Regions from separate parts of the Gossypium hirsutum genome. Here regions 2, 3 and 4 are each linked to region 1. The links are chromatin contacts, called in public Hi-C maps. All regions are on one chromosome and are shown on one strand. The core of a region is the stretch at or near the end of the contact, and the rest is flanking DNA. Distances in the headings are between cores, read along the strand shown. Region 1 has its middle 17 kb from the start of LOC107889885. Region 2 holds the start of LOC107898260 (MDIS1-interacting receptor like kinase 2-like). Region 3 holds the start of LOC107888621 (binding partner of ACD11 1). Region 4 holds the start of LOC107947983 (probable leucine-rich repeat receptor-like protein kinase At1g35710).

What was found. Hi-C and Micro-C count contacts between places; a contact is called where the count stands out from the background.
Region 2: a Hi-C map of leaf shows a contact between it and region 1, with 1.7 times the contacts expected there. The contact joins the promoter of LOC107898260 here to the enhancer-like site in region 1. A contact is called at or near these places in 4 of 34 Hi-C or Micro-C datasets (hypocotyl and leaf).
Region 3: a Hi-C map of leaf shows a contact between it and region 1, with 2.5 times the contacts expected there. The contact joins the promoter of LOC107888621 here to the enhancer-like site in region 1. A contact is called at or near these places in 2 of 34 Hi-C or Micro-C datasets (both in leaf).
Region 4: a contact with region 1 is called in a Hi-C map of leaf, with 2.9 times the contacts expected there. The contact joins the promoter of LOC107947983 here to the enhancer-like site in region 1. A contact is called at or near these places in 2 of 34 Hi-C or Micro-C datasets (both in leaf).

The regions. Positions count from the first base shown.
Region 1 is chrA09:5,704,265-5,707,084 of Gossypium_hirsutum_v2.1, forward strand. No RefSeq gene overlaps it. Among protein-coding and RNA genes, the nearest start is that of LOC107889885, 17 kb to the left of the region's middle. Within about 2 kb of position 1,332, at least 8 of the 9 cell types and tissues checked have an H3K27ac peak or open chromatin away from gene starts, as enhancers often do. A contact at or near this core is called in leaf, where this site is marked.
Region 2 is chrA09:5,456,286-5,459,105 of Gossypium_hirsutum_v2.1, forward strand. LOC107898260 (MDIS1-interacting receptor like kinase 2-like) reads right to left here and starts at 1,394. Exons shown (of 2, transcript XM_016823785.2): 1 at 1,112-1,394; 2 at 492-880. The coding sequence starts at 1,394. The coding sequence ends at 492. LOC107898259 (probable leucine-rich repeat receptor-like protein kinase At1g35710) reads right to left here. Exons shown (of 3, transcript XM_016823784.2): 1 at 2,681-2,820; 2 at 2,393-2,590; 3 at 1,858-2,311. The coding sequence ends at 1,858.
Region 3 is chrA09:5,906,716-5,909,535 of Gossypium_hirsutum_v2.1, forward strand. LOC107888621 (binding partner of ACD11 1) reads left to right here and starts at 1,420. Exons shown (of 5, transcript XM_016812789.2): 1 at 1,420-1,572; 2 at 2,583-2,707. The coding sequence starts at 2,592.
Region 4 is chrA09:5,524,513-5,527,332 of Gossypium_hirsutum_v2.1, forward strand. LOC107947983 (probable leucine-rich repeat receptor-like protein kinase At1g35710) reads right to left here and starts at 1,481. Exons shown (of 2, transcript XM_041077449.1): 1 at 1-1,481. The coding sequence starts at 1,444.

The DNA.
Region 1 (2,820 bases), core at 82-2,581:
ACAAACTTAAAAGGTCAAGGACCCTAGTCAACAGATTTATCCACCAACATCACTGGAATATGATCCGATATAGATCGCTTGAGACCCTTCTGTTGTAGATCCATCATCTGAACCACTTAATCTTCTTCTATTAGAAATCTGTCCAGTCTGCTGCATTTACTATCCGGGCCAAACCATGTAATTTTTTTTCCAATTAACGGTAAATCGACCAACTTGCATCTATTAATGAATTCCTCGAATTCCGTTGAACCCTTCCCTAAGCATGAGCAATTAATTCTCTCACTGCGATTCCTCACCACGTTAAAATCCCCTCCAACTATCCAAGCTTTACAAAATAGATTTCTCAAACCATAAATTTCTTTTCACAACCTTTTTTGTTCTATAAAAATGTTTGCAGCATAAACATTAACCAACGTCGCCTATTTCTCCCCCGCTACCCATTTTCCTACTACTACAATAAATCTCCTTTCACACAATTCGACTTCTTCCACAAAACTACCATTATCCCAAATTGTTAATAATGCCTCAGACCTTTCAACAGCCGCGGCATATTTAAAATCAAACCCATCATTGCCCCATATTTTCCTAATCAGCTCCACTAACACCGATTCCAATTTCGTTTCTTGAATAAACAATGCATCGACCCTATTCAATCTTACAACTCTATTAATCGCTTCAATTTTGAGAGTTGATCCTAACCCTCTGATGTTCCACGTAATAATTCCCATACTCCTAATACTATTCTTTTATTGATAGCAAGCAAAACAAAAACAACCACTTACCTGTCTCCCCTAATCCCGCAATCTCCATTCTTAAGAGTTCCTACTGCTTCCCATTGATCTTCATAATTTCTCTAATGATCTGTTCATCATCACCATGCACACTGAAACCTAGTTTTTTCCCTACCTCCCAAATCTTTTTCGCTTCTCTTAACAGAACTCTTCTTCTATTGCTGATATCGGAGTTCAAAAGAGATAAATTTGAGACACTGTTATCAAGTCTCAAAATCCCCTTTCCTTTCTATTTCCTTAGTCCTCTGTCCCTCTCCAGCTTCTCTTTTGATGTGAATGTTGTGTCTTGAATCTCACGCATAGACCTGATTTTTTTGTTAAGAGCTTTTTTCTTTCTTTTGCTTGGCCTGATTTGAATGATATCCCCTTCAATCTTCGATGAAAAAATCATTCCCGTCTGGCTCTCTGAATCAAATGACGTATTTTGATTTTGTTTAGACTTTGGGCTTCCTTTCGTATCAGCACAACTTAATTAGTTTGCATATTGCCTTTCTATATTGGCCCCCGAAACAATGTTCTCTACTCCATCATTTGAGACCTGGCCCAAACCACATACTTCTTCGCATTGGGTCTCCAATATATTGAGCTGCTCCAATTCCAACCCCAGGCCCATATTATGTAAATCTGAAATTATGTTGACAGATAATGTTGCATTTGTCTCCCCTGCACTAGGAATACTCAACACGTTTCCTTGTAAATTGTGATCCTCAATAAATCCTTCATCCGACAAAACCTGCGTCCCACTCCCCTTTCCTTCATTTTCGAGGTCTGTTTAATAACTTCTACAATTCCATCTCTTCGACTCCCTTCCGATGATGTTTCGGGCACCGTTTTTGTTACCGATTCTTTTTCAGATGATGTTTCCTCTTCTCTCCCCTTTTGATCTCTATTCTTTTTGTAATATTCCTTCAAATTTTCCACCATCTCTCTTTCAGTAATACGAATCTAGAAATTTTCTTTACTGACCTCTATTTTTATAACCTCGTCAATCCTTTTAACCTGTTTTGTGATTATCAGTACGTCCATCTTCTCGAAATTGTTCATCATTGAGAAATTTTCACCCATTGCGACAAGCTCTCCCCAAATTTCGACCACTCTCCTAGTCGTTTGGTAGTTCCAGCAATGAAGGGGAATTCCTGCAATTTCAATCCACACTGCTCTCTCTGAAACTTGGAACTTTTCTGTCCAAGGCTCAACCTTAATGAAGAACTCTTTAAAATATGCCCATTCTCTTTGTTTTATAATATCCATCAACTCTTCATCTGGAACCTCTATCAGGAAGTATCTAACCTGGATCTTTTTAATAATTAATTCTCCTAGACCCATGTTCGTAATTCTCTTAGTTAAGCTATTGAGATTGCAAAGAGTCGTCGTTTCCCCTATCAGGCATCGTTGCAGTTTCCATAGTTGTTCATTATCGACATGACCAACAACAATTTTTGTATCATTCAGCTCTTTGCTATCTGATGTGCTCACAACCTCCTTCTGTTGCTCCACCGTTCTCAACTGTCTTTCTTGTTTATGACATGAAGGTTCGTTTTTATTTATTTTTCTCCAAACTTTTCTGTTCCCGCTGAACCTGGCCATCTTCACCTATATCTTCTTACCTAGCAGCACAAAACCATCGAGCCTGTCTATCGCCCTCTGCGCATCCTCCTCCTTATTGAATCTTACAAACCTGAATCTTTTACCTGCTTTGTTTCTCTTGACTGGTATGAAAGCGTCTATAACTTCCCCATGAAAGCTGAATAATGTCCATAAACCTTTCCAATGCATGTTTTTCGGTATATTGTCGAAGAATACCATCCTCACCTTATTCCTTGCTCTCCGATCGCCCATCAGTTTAAGACTTCAAGATTTTGGTAGGGTCCAATTGACATTACATATATAATAAATTACATATATAATAAGGCTAATTACATGTTATTATTTACTATCATAATAGGTTAGCCCAAATTAAAAGTGATTTAATTTGGTTAAAGTTTATTGGGCTTTAATTATTAAATAAAGTATGGGTTGAATATATGTA
Region 2 (2,820 bases), core at 144-2,643, 250 kb before region 1:
ACTAGGGGTTTTAATTAGAAAGAGATTTCAATTAATCAACCTAGGGTTAGACGTTGTTAGTCTCGAGAGAGATAATAATATAAAATAGGGATTTCTATGGATCAAGTCAAGTGAATAAATCGTCTAGTTCAGAGTCAAATAACAAGTGAAGTCTAGGTGGATTCTTCCTTGGGTACTGTCTAAATCAATCAGTTTTCCCAAAAGTATTTCCCTAATTTACTTTCTGTGCATTCTCAGTTTAGTTAATTAGCTTTAGTTTAAAAACAAACACCCTTATTCTTAGGCTAGATAATAAAAAGAAGGTTAATACTATTACTTTTAGTCCTTGTGGATATGATATTTCCGGTCTCACCACAACTATACTACTGTTCGATAGGTGCGCTTGCCTTAGTTGAATTTATAGTTAGTTTCGTGACCATCAGCCAAAATTTAATTCTACTTATCACTTTCCATTGGTTCCTATATTATTATATCAACTTCAAATTATTTATTTATTTGTGATTTTCATCACTCATAAACATCTCATGATTCTTAAGCTTGATCAATGATATTTCATGAAGAGGCATTGCAATTGGGGACTTGATGTGTAGGAATTCTTGAGACACTAATTTCATTGTTGGTCGAGCTTTGGGTCTAGCTCGTAAACATGCAAAAGTAATGATAGCAATAAAAGTGATGTCTCCTGCCATTTTTCGACTTTTCGGGGTTGATAATCGAGGGTCCAAAATTTCATTTAGCATGAAATTTTGGACACGAGACAATGATGATGATAGTGTTGACAATAATTCACTAGGATGCTTTCCCATCAATACTTCCAACGCTAGCACTCCAAAACTATAAACATCACATTTTTCGGTCACGACCAACGAATAAGCAAGTTCTGTAGTTTCAAAAACAAAAATAATTAAATACATGTTAATTTATATTTTGTAATCAACATGTATGTTTGCATTTGAATTCTCCAATCTAGAATTTATTTTTTTATTTATATTTGATATTTCTTAATTTGGCTTTTCCTACTTGTTTCCCTCATTGTTCTAATATGTAATTCGAAACAAATAAGCAGCAGAAACTAAATGAAAAGGAAAAGAAGAGAGTGAAGGTGTAGAACCTGGGGCAATATATCCATTCGTCCCAACAATTACAGTTCGATTAGATGAATCAGGATCAAGAAGTCTTGCAGTCCCAAAGTCAACAATAAAAGCTTCCAATTCAAAGTTCCACAAAATGTTATTACTTGAGATGTCTCGATGAACAATTGGAGGGGTGCAATCATGATGCATGTAAGATAGAGCATGTGCGACACCTTTGACAATGTTCACTCTTTTTGTCCAATCCAATTCCATAGGTTCCTCATCAATGCTCAGGGCATAAAACAAGCTTCCCTTTTCCATATATTCATAAATCAAGAACATGCAACGGTTGTGGAGACAAAATCCGTGTAGCTTGACGATGTTCTTGTGTTATATTTCTGTTAAAAACTTTATCTCATTTCAGAAACTTGTGTCGTAAGCCGGTTGCTCCGCTTCCAATCGGTGGAGTTTTTTTAAGGCAACAACTTTGCCACTTGGTAAGACTGCTCTGTAAACACTGTCATAACCACCCGTTCCAATGTAATATTGATATCAAAATCCTCTGTTGCTCTGATGATTCTTCAAATGCAATCTTTTCATCAAAATTCCAAATACAAAATAAATCTCCATTTTTGGTTGGACTTGGATCATGTTTCAAAGCTTTAGCTCTATATCGTCGCCAAAGGGTGAATATCACCAATGCAAAAGTTGAGATAAAAAATAACAAAGTTGGAACTGGAATAGTAGTGACAGGCAGATTGCGCTGTACTTTGCTATTTCTTTCTCAATTTACAGTTGGGGATAAAATGCAAAGAAGGAAGCCTTGAATGGAACCACATAAATCCTTATTATGGTAGAGAGAGACCGATTTTGAGAACTGGCCCAGAGAGGATGGGATGTGACCTGAAAGCCTATTGAAAGATAGATCCAATGCAACCAAATTCGTTAGTCTCCCAATCTCTTGTGGAACGGATCCATTAAGTTTGTTGCATTGAAGGAGCAACGAGGTAAGATCGGTTAAGTAGCTGACAAAAGATGGGATTGGACCAACAAGACTATTAGAGGATAGATCCAATTCAACCAAATTCCTTAGTCTTCTAATTTCATTTGGAATGCATCCATTAAGTTTGTTGCTTTGAAGGAACAGCGAGGCAAGATTGGTTAAGTTGCTGACAGAAGATGGGATTGGACCAACAAGCCTACTGTAGGATAGATCGAATGCAACCAAATTCCTTAGTCTATAGATCAAATGCAACCAAATTCTTTAGTCTCCCAATTTCTTGTGGGATGGATCCATTAGTTGGTTGCTTTGAAGGTACAACGAGGCATGATTAGTTAAGTTGCTGATAGAAGATGGGATTGGACCAACAAGACTATTGGAGGATAGATCCAGAGCAACCAAATTCTTTAGGCTCCCAATTTCTTGTGGAATGGATCCATTAAGTTGGTTGCTTTGAAGGAACAACGAGGCAAGATTGGTTAAGTTGCTGACAGAAGATGGGATTGGACCAATAAGCCTATTGTAGGATAGATCGAATGCAACCAAATTCCTTAATCTACCAATTTCTTGTGGAATAGATCCATTAAGTTTGTTGCTTTAAAGGTACAACGAGGCAAGATTGGTTAAGTTGCTGACAGAAGATGGGATTGGACCAACAAGACTGTTGTTTGAGAGATCAAGATCAACCATACTCTCTAGGTTTCCAATATTTGGTGGAATAGGACCACGGAGGTAGCAGTATCTGAG
Region 3 (2,820 bases), core at 170-2,669, 200 kb after region 1:
CTCAAATTAGTGAGAGATTACTTGAAGTTCTGGGTAGACAACTTTAAAAAGAAAGTGACTTTATCTTATCTACTTAAAAGATAGTGTTATAAAGGTTAAGCATTATCCTTAAAAGGCTTGAAATTAGTGAACTTAGGAAATTTTTAATTGTAAAAAGTTAAGCTAGTAGATGTAGACAATTGGAGTCGAACTGCTCTAAATCATTGTGTCAATTTTTATTTGCCATCTTTCCCCAAATTTTTAATCACCAATTCAACTCTCCTCTTAGTGCATTTGTGCTTTATAATTAGTTAAGCTCCTCAAAAAAAAAGGACCTAATTAAGCTCTTAGATATTAAAAATCCATTAATTAAGCTCTTTCACCAATGATTTTTGCCATTGACTATAAAGGAAAAAAATGTATGGGCCAAATAGATAAAAATTAAAAATTTTAGAGCTAAATTTTTTGTTATGCCTAATTTTAAAATAGAGCTAACGTATACTATTCTTAAAATATTACCATTGGTAAAGATATGATTATCTGAATTTTTTATGTAAAAGGAAATTCTAAAAAAGTTAGTGGTAAGAAAGGGAAATAGAGAAAAATGTAGGGGCTTTAGGTTAAATTTGACATTTGAGATGTACTGGCATCAGTTACGGGCCCAAACTAGATTCCCGGCCAATGGAGTAGCGGAAATCCGGCAACGTGGCTTAAATGGTCATTTTACTCAACCAATTACGGTAGAGATCGTTAACGCTCCTTTATAAAGGAAATGATTTCACGCGCCATTTAAAGAAATAAAATAGTTATTAGCTTAAAGTCATATATAATAATAATAATAAATATATAAATATAGATTTATAAATTTCATTCAAACACGTATTTCCTATAAATTTCTTTTGCTCTAAAGAAGGAAAAAAAAAGTCATTTACAAAATATTATACTCATCAAAAATTTTATGTTAATATTTATTTTCCAATAAATTATGCATGATTAATAAATCAAATAAACACATCATTGAAAATTAATGTAAATTTTATATAAAAATAGAAAATGTATGTATTTTCAATTTTAATTTTTTTTAAAATTTGAGTTACTGAATGTGTATTAACTTGTATATTATTGTGTATTAAATATAAATAGTAAAAGTATTACAAAGATCCTTGTACTAGTATCACGAGGTCTGACACTAAAATTTAGATTGTATTTTGTTATCTCTATTTTAAAAATAAACAAATTAGTTTTTATACATTAAATTAAAAAATAAATTGATTATTTTTTATAATTATATGTCAAAATAAGATGCAATTACACCACGTGTAGCTATCTAATTTTTCTATCGGTCACAAGTTTTTAACAAATAAGGTGTAAAGATAAATTTACTCTTTTTTTTTAGTAAAAGTTAAAATATGCAAACAAAATTTCTTTGTTGAAATGCACGCTCCATTAGTGAGAGTGGGGTTTTATAGCCATCTGGAAAGATCAGCGTGCCAGTGTTTATGTTGGTTAGTTGTCTCTATCTCTCTTTCCCCTTCTTTCCCATGCTTAAGCTCTTAATCATCTGATTCTTCATCATCAACAACTAAAAGACAGGTATGTAAATGTATCATAATTTTTATAAAGCTTCAATCTTTTCTCAATTTTCCTTCTTTTCTAGCAAATTCAGTGATACCCAGTTCTTTTTTTCGCCTTATTTGATCAGTTTTTCCTTTACTTTCTTGAATGCATTAAGGGTTTTAATGAATTCAGTTTTCCTTTTTTTTTACTCTCTCAGGTTTTCACTAAGTTTAACTTCTTTCAAGAATCTCAATGAATACATGCTTGCCAAATAATTAGTGTCAAGCTGACCTTTAATTGATATTTGGTGGACAAAGTTGGTTCTATCACTCATTAATTGCCCCCATTGTTGATAACCCATGGTATTTTTTTCTTTCATCAAGCGTAAAGGAAGCTTGAAAATGGATTTTTTTTTTATAGTTAGGTATTTATCAGCATTCTTTATTGTAGGTTGAACCCTTTTTTGAACTTTAGCCAAAAGTTCGATAATCTTGCTTAAAGTTTACATTGTTTACAATGAAAGCCAATTTAAAGTTTTCACTTTGTAGGATTATATGGGCTATGGCTGTCCCTAAAACTCATCCCCTTTATTACTTTTGACTTGAACTAAGATTTATTGGGGTGTATTCAAGCAGATCTTGGAGTCGATTAAGGCATCTTGCTTGGGATTACTGAGTTTGGTAAAATAGCTTTGGCATCTTTAATTATGTTAATGTTGAAATAAGGCTAATCAATGCTAGAAAATCAGCAACCATATTAGTATTTTTCATTTGATTTTAGAAGAACCCATGAATTTTTGGTTTTCATTTTATACCAAGGAAACGATCTATCGATGAGAGAGCTTGGCTGTTAGGACCACTGAGAACTGTTTACCTCAAAATCATCCATAAGTATCCTTGTACCTTGGGATTGCTGTGGTTTCGGAATTATAAAGTATTGAATGAACGATGATGATATCTGCATTATCAAGCTACTTCTATGTGTGCTTCTAAAATTTTATTTAAATACCTTTAAATAGGTTCTTTTTTGGCTGATTTTTATCTCAGTTTAAGACAATGTACCCTGGAGGTTACACGGCTGAAATTACGAGCTTATCTCCAAGAGCTACCGAGAAGGATCTTTGTGACTTTTTCGCATACTGTGGTGCAATTGAGCATATTGAAATTATCAGGTATATATTGCTTCTCTGTTTCTGGTTTTGGACTAAACCCCAAAAATCACTCTCTATGATGGTGTATGTTCATGATTTTTTTCATATTTGTTGTGCATTTGCAAATTTGTTGT
Region 4 (2,820 bases), core at 231-2,730, 180 kb before region 1:
ATTCAAGCAAATTCGTTAGTCTCCCAATATCTTCTGGAATAGATTCATTAAGTTGGTTGATTTGAAGGAACAACGAGGTAAGATTGGTTAAGTTGCTGACAGAAGATGGTATTGGACCAACAAGACTATTGGAGGATAGATCCAATTCAACCAAATTCGTTAGTCTCCCAATTTCTTGTGGAATGGATCCATCAAGTTGGTTGCTTTGAAGGTCCAACGAGGCAAGATTGGTTAAGTTGCTGACAGAAGATGGGATTGGACCAACAAGCCTATTGTAGGATAGATCGAATGCAACCAAATTCGTTAATCTCCCAATTTCTTGTGGAATGGATCCATCAAGTTGGTTGCTTTGAAGGTCCAACGAGGCAAGATTGGTTAAGTTGCTGACAGAAGATGGGATTGGACCAACAAGCCTATTGTCGGATAGATCGAATGCAACCAAATTCGTTAGTCTCCCAATTTCTTGTGGAATGGATCCACTAAGTTGGTTGCTTTGAAGGTCCAACGAGGTAAGATTGGTTAAGTTGCTGACCGAAGATGGTATTGGACCAACAAGACTATTGGAGGATAGATCCAATTCAACCAAATTCGTTAGTCTCCCAATATCTTCTGGAATGGATCCATTAAGTTGGTTGCTTTGAAGGTACAACGAGGCAAGATTGGTTAAGTAGCTGACAGAAGATGGGATTGGACCAACAAGCCTATTGGAGGATAGATCTAATGCAACCAAATTCTTTAGTCTCCCAATTTCTTGTGGAATGGATCCATTAAGTTTGTTGCTTTGAAGGTACAACGAGGCAAGATTGGTTAAGTTGCTGACAGAAGATGAGATTGGACCAACAAGCCTATTGGAGGATAGATCTAATGCAACCAAATTCCTTAGTCTCCAAATTTCTTGTGGAATGGATCCAATAAGTTGGTTGCTTTGAAGGTACAACGAGGCAAGATTGGTTAAGTTGCTGAAAGAAGATGGGATTGGACCAATAAGCCCGTTGTTTGAGAGATCAAGATCAACCATACTCTCTAGCTTTCCAATATTTGGTGGAATATTGGAATAAATATAATTACAAGAAACATCAAGCACTGCCAATTGAGTGAGGTTTCCAATTGAAGAAGGTAACTCACCTGTAAGGATATTCCAAGACAGGTTGAGGTACCTGAGCTTTGAAAGTGCTCCTATTTGAGGTGTTATGCTCCCATTCAGACCATGGCCACTAAGATCAATATCGACGACACTTCCAGCATTGCATCGAATACCAGGCCACATACAATGGTTTCCAACTCTCTTTTTATAATTACTCCACCACCCTGTTTCCATCAAGGCTTGTGCCTCTGCTGCCAGCCATTTAGAATCATCGTTCGTTGCTCTTGTAATTCCACTAGTGATCACAATTATAGAGAGTAAAAAGAAGGTAGGGATAGAAGTGTAAAAGTAGGATTTCATAGCTATGAAGTTGAGGACTCCAATTCTCAAACTTGAGCTTATTTAAATACATATAAAACAGATTTAATTTTATTGGATATATATTAATTTCAAAGTCTTTAGGCATTGTCTAACACAGATTGATTAATATTATGTTAAGGACTTGTCTTCGTCTCTTAGAAGTAAACTGGAAGTTATAGCAAATGTTGTGTCTTTCTTTGTTGAAGCTTCTAAGAAGGTGATAATTGAATAAAATGCGATGCTTTTTTTTATTTTACTAATACCACTCCATAAAGCAATGTCAGATTGGACCAACCAATTTGTTCGTTGATATATTTAAACTCACAAGATTTTTCAAATTTCCAACAACTGCTGGCATAGGACCTGTAATTATATCATAAAGGACTATCTCATATAATATTCAACTTTAGGTTATATATAAATAAAAGGGATATATGTATATACATACTATTCTATCTTAGAAAATATTTTTTCAAATTTAGTAATGCGTTGAAATTATATATTCCAGTTCGACAATAAAAGTTAGTAATGCGTTGCTTCCACATGCTATCATCTCTCTTAATTATTTACTATTGATGCCCTGAAAAAAACTTGTAGAACAACTAAAAACCATGTCCATAAGAGATCAATCGACCATTATTGACTTGAAAGTTCAAAGTCTTCACTAGTCTTTACCTAACATTTCCCTACATGTTTATATTGATGGGTCAGAAATAGCAATGCTTGACAAAACATTTTCCCTATTATTTTACTTATAGAGTAAAATACAAGAATAATCATTCAATTATTCAATTCTTACTATTTTAGTCACTCAATTGTTTATTTTTTTTATATTTTTAATTATTTAAATTTTTAGAATTAAATATTTTAATCACTCTTGTATTGATTGTCCAACGAAAACGCGAGCAATGCTATGTGCTAGACTGAAAAAATTGATAACACTGTATATAATCTAATATATGTCACGCACTACAAAATTTAATTGATAATCCTAAAAAAAATGCACAAAATCCCAAACGTTGGTTTTTGCGTGGGTCATACGCTAAAATCAACGTTAAAAGTTGTAATTAATTTTTTAAAATTAAATTAATAATATTTTTTAGTTGAATTTTATGCTTGAAGAGCTAATATTATAAAGACTTATAAAATCGACTCTTATATTATTTTTAGAAAAATATTATTAAATATACTATAAAATTTTATTTTTTAGACTTAATTCAAAAATTTCAGTTCATTTTTATTTTCAAAATCTAAATTGTAAAAGTAAATTATATTCTTAATTTTTTAATTTCTTATAATAAAAAAGTCATGTCAAGAAAAGAAGAGGTAAAAAGTAGAGAACCAATAATTTTGATTAATATTTTTATTTTTTCTAT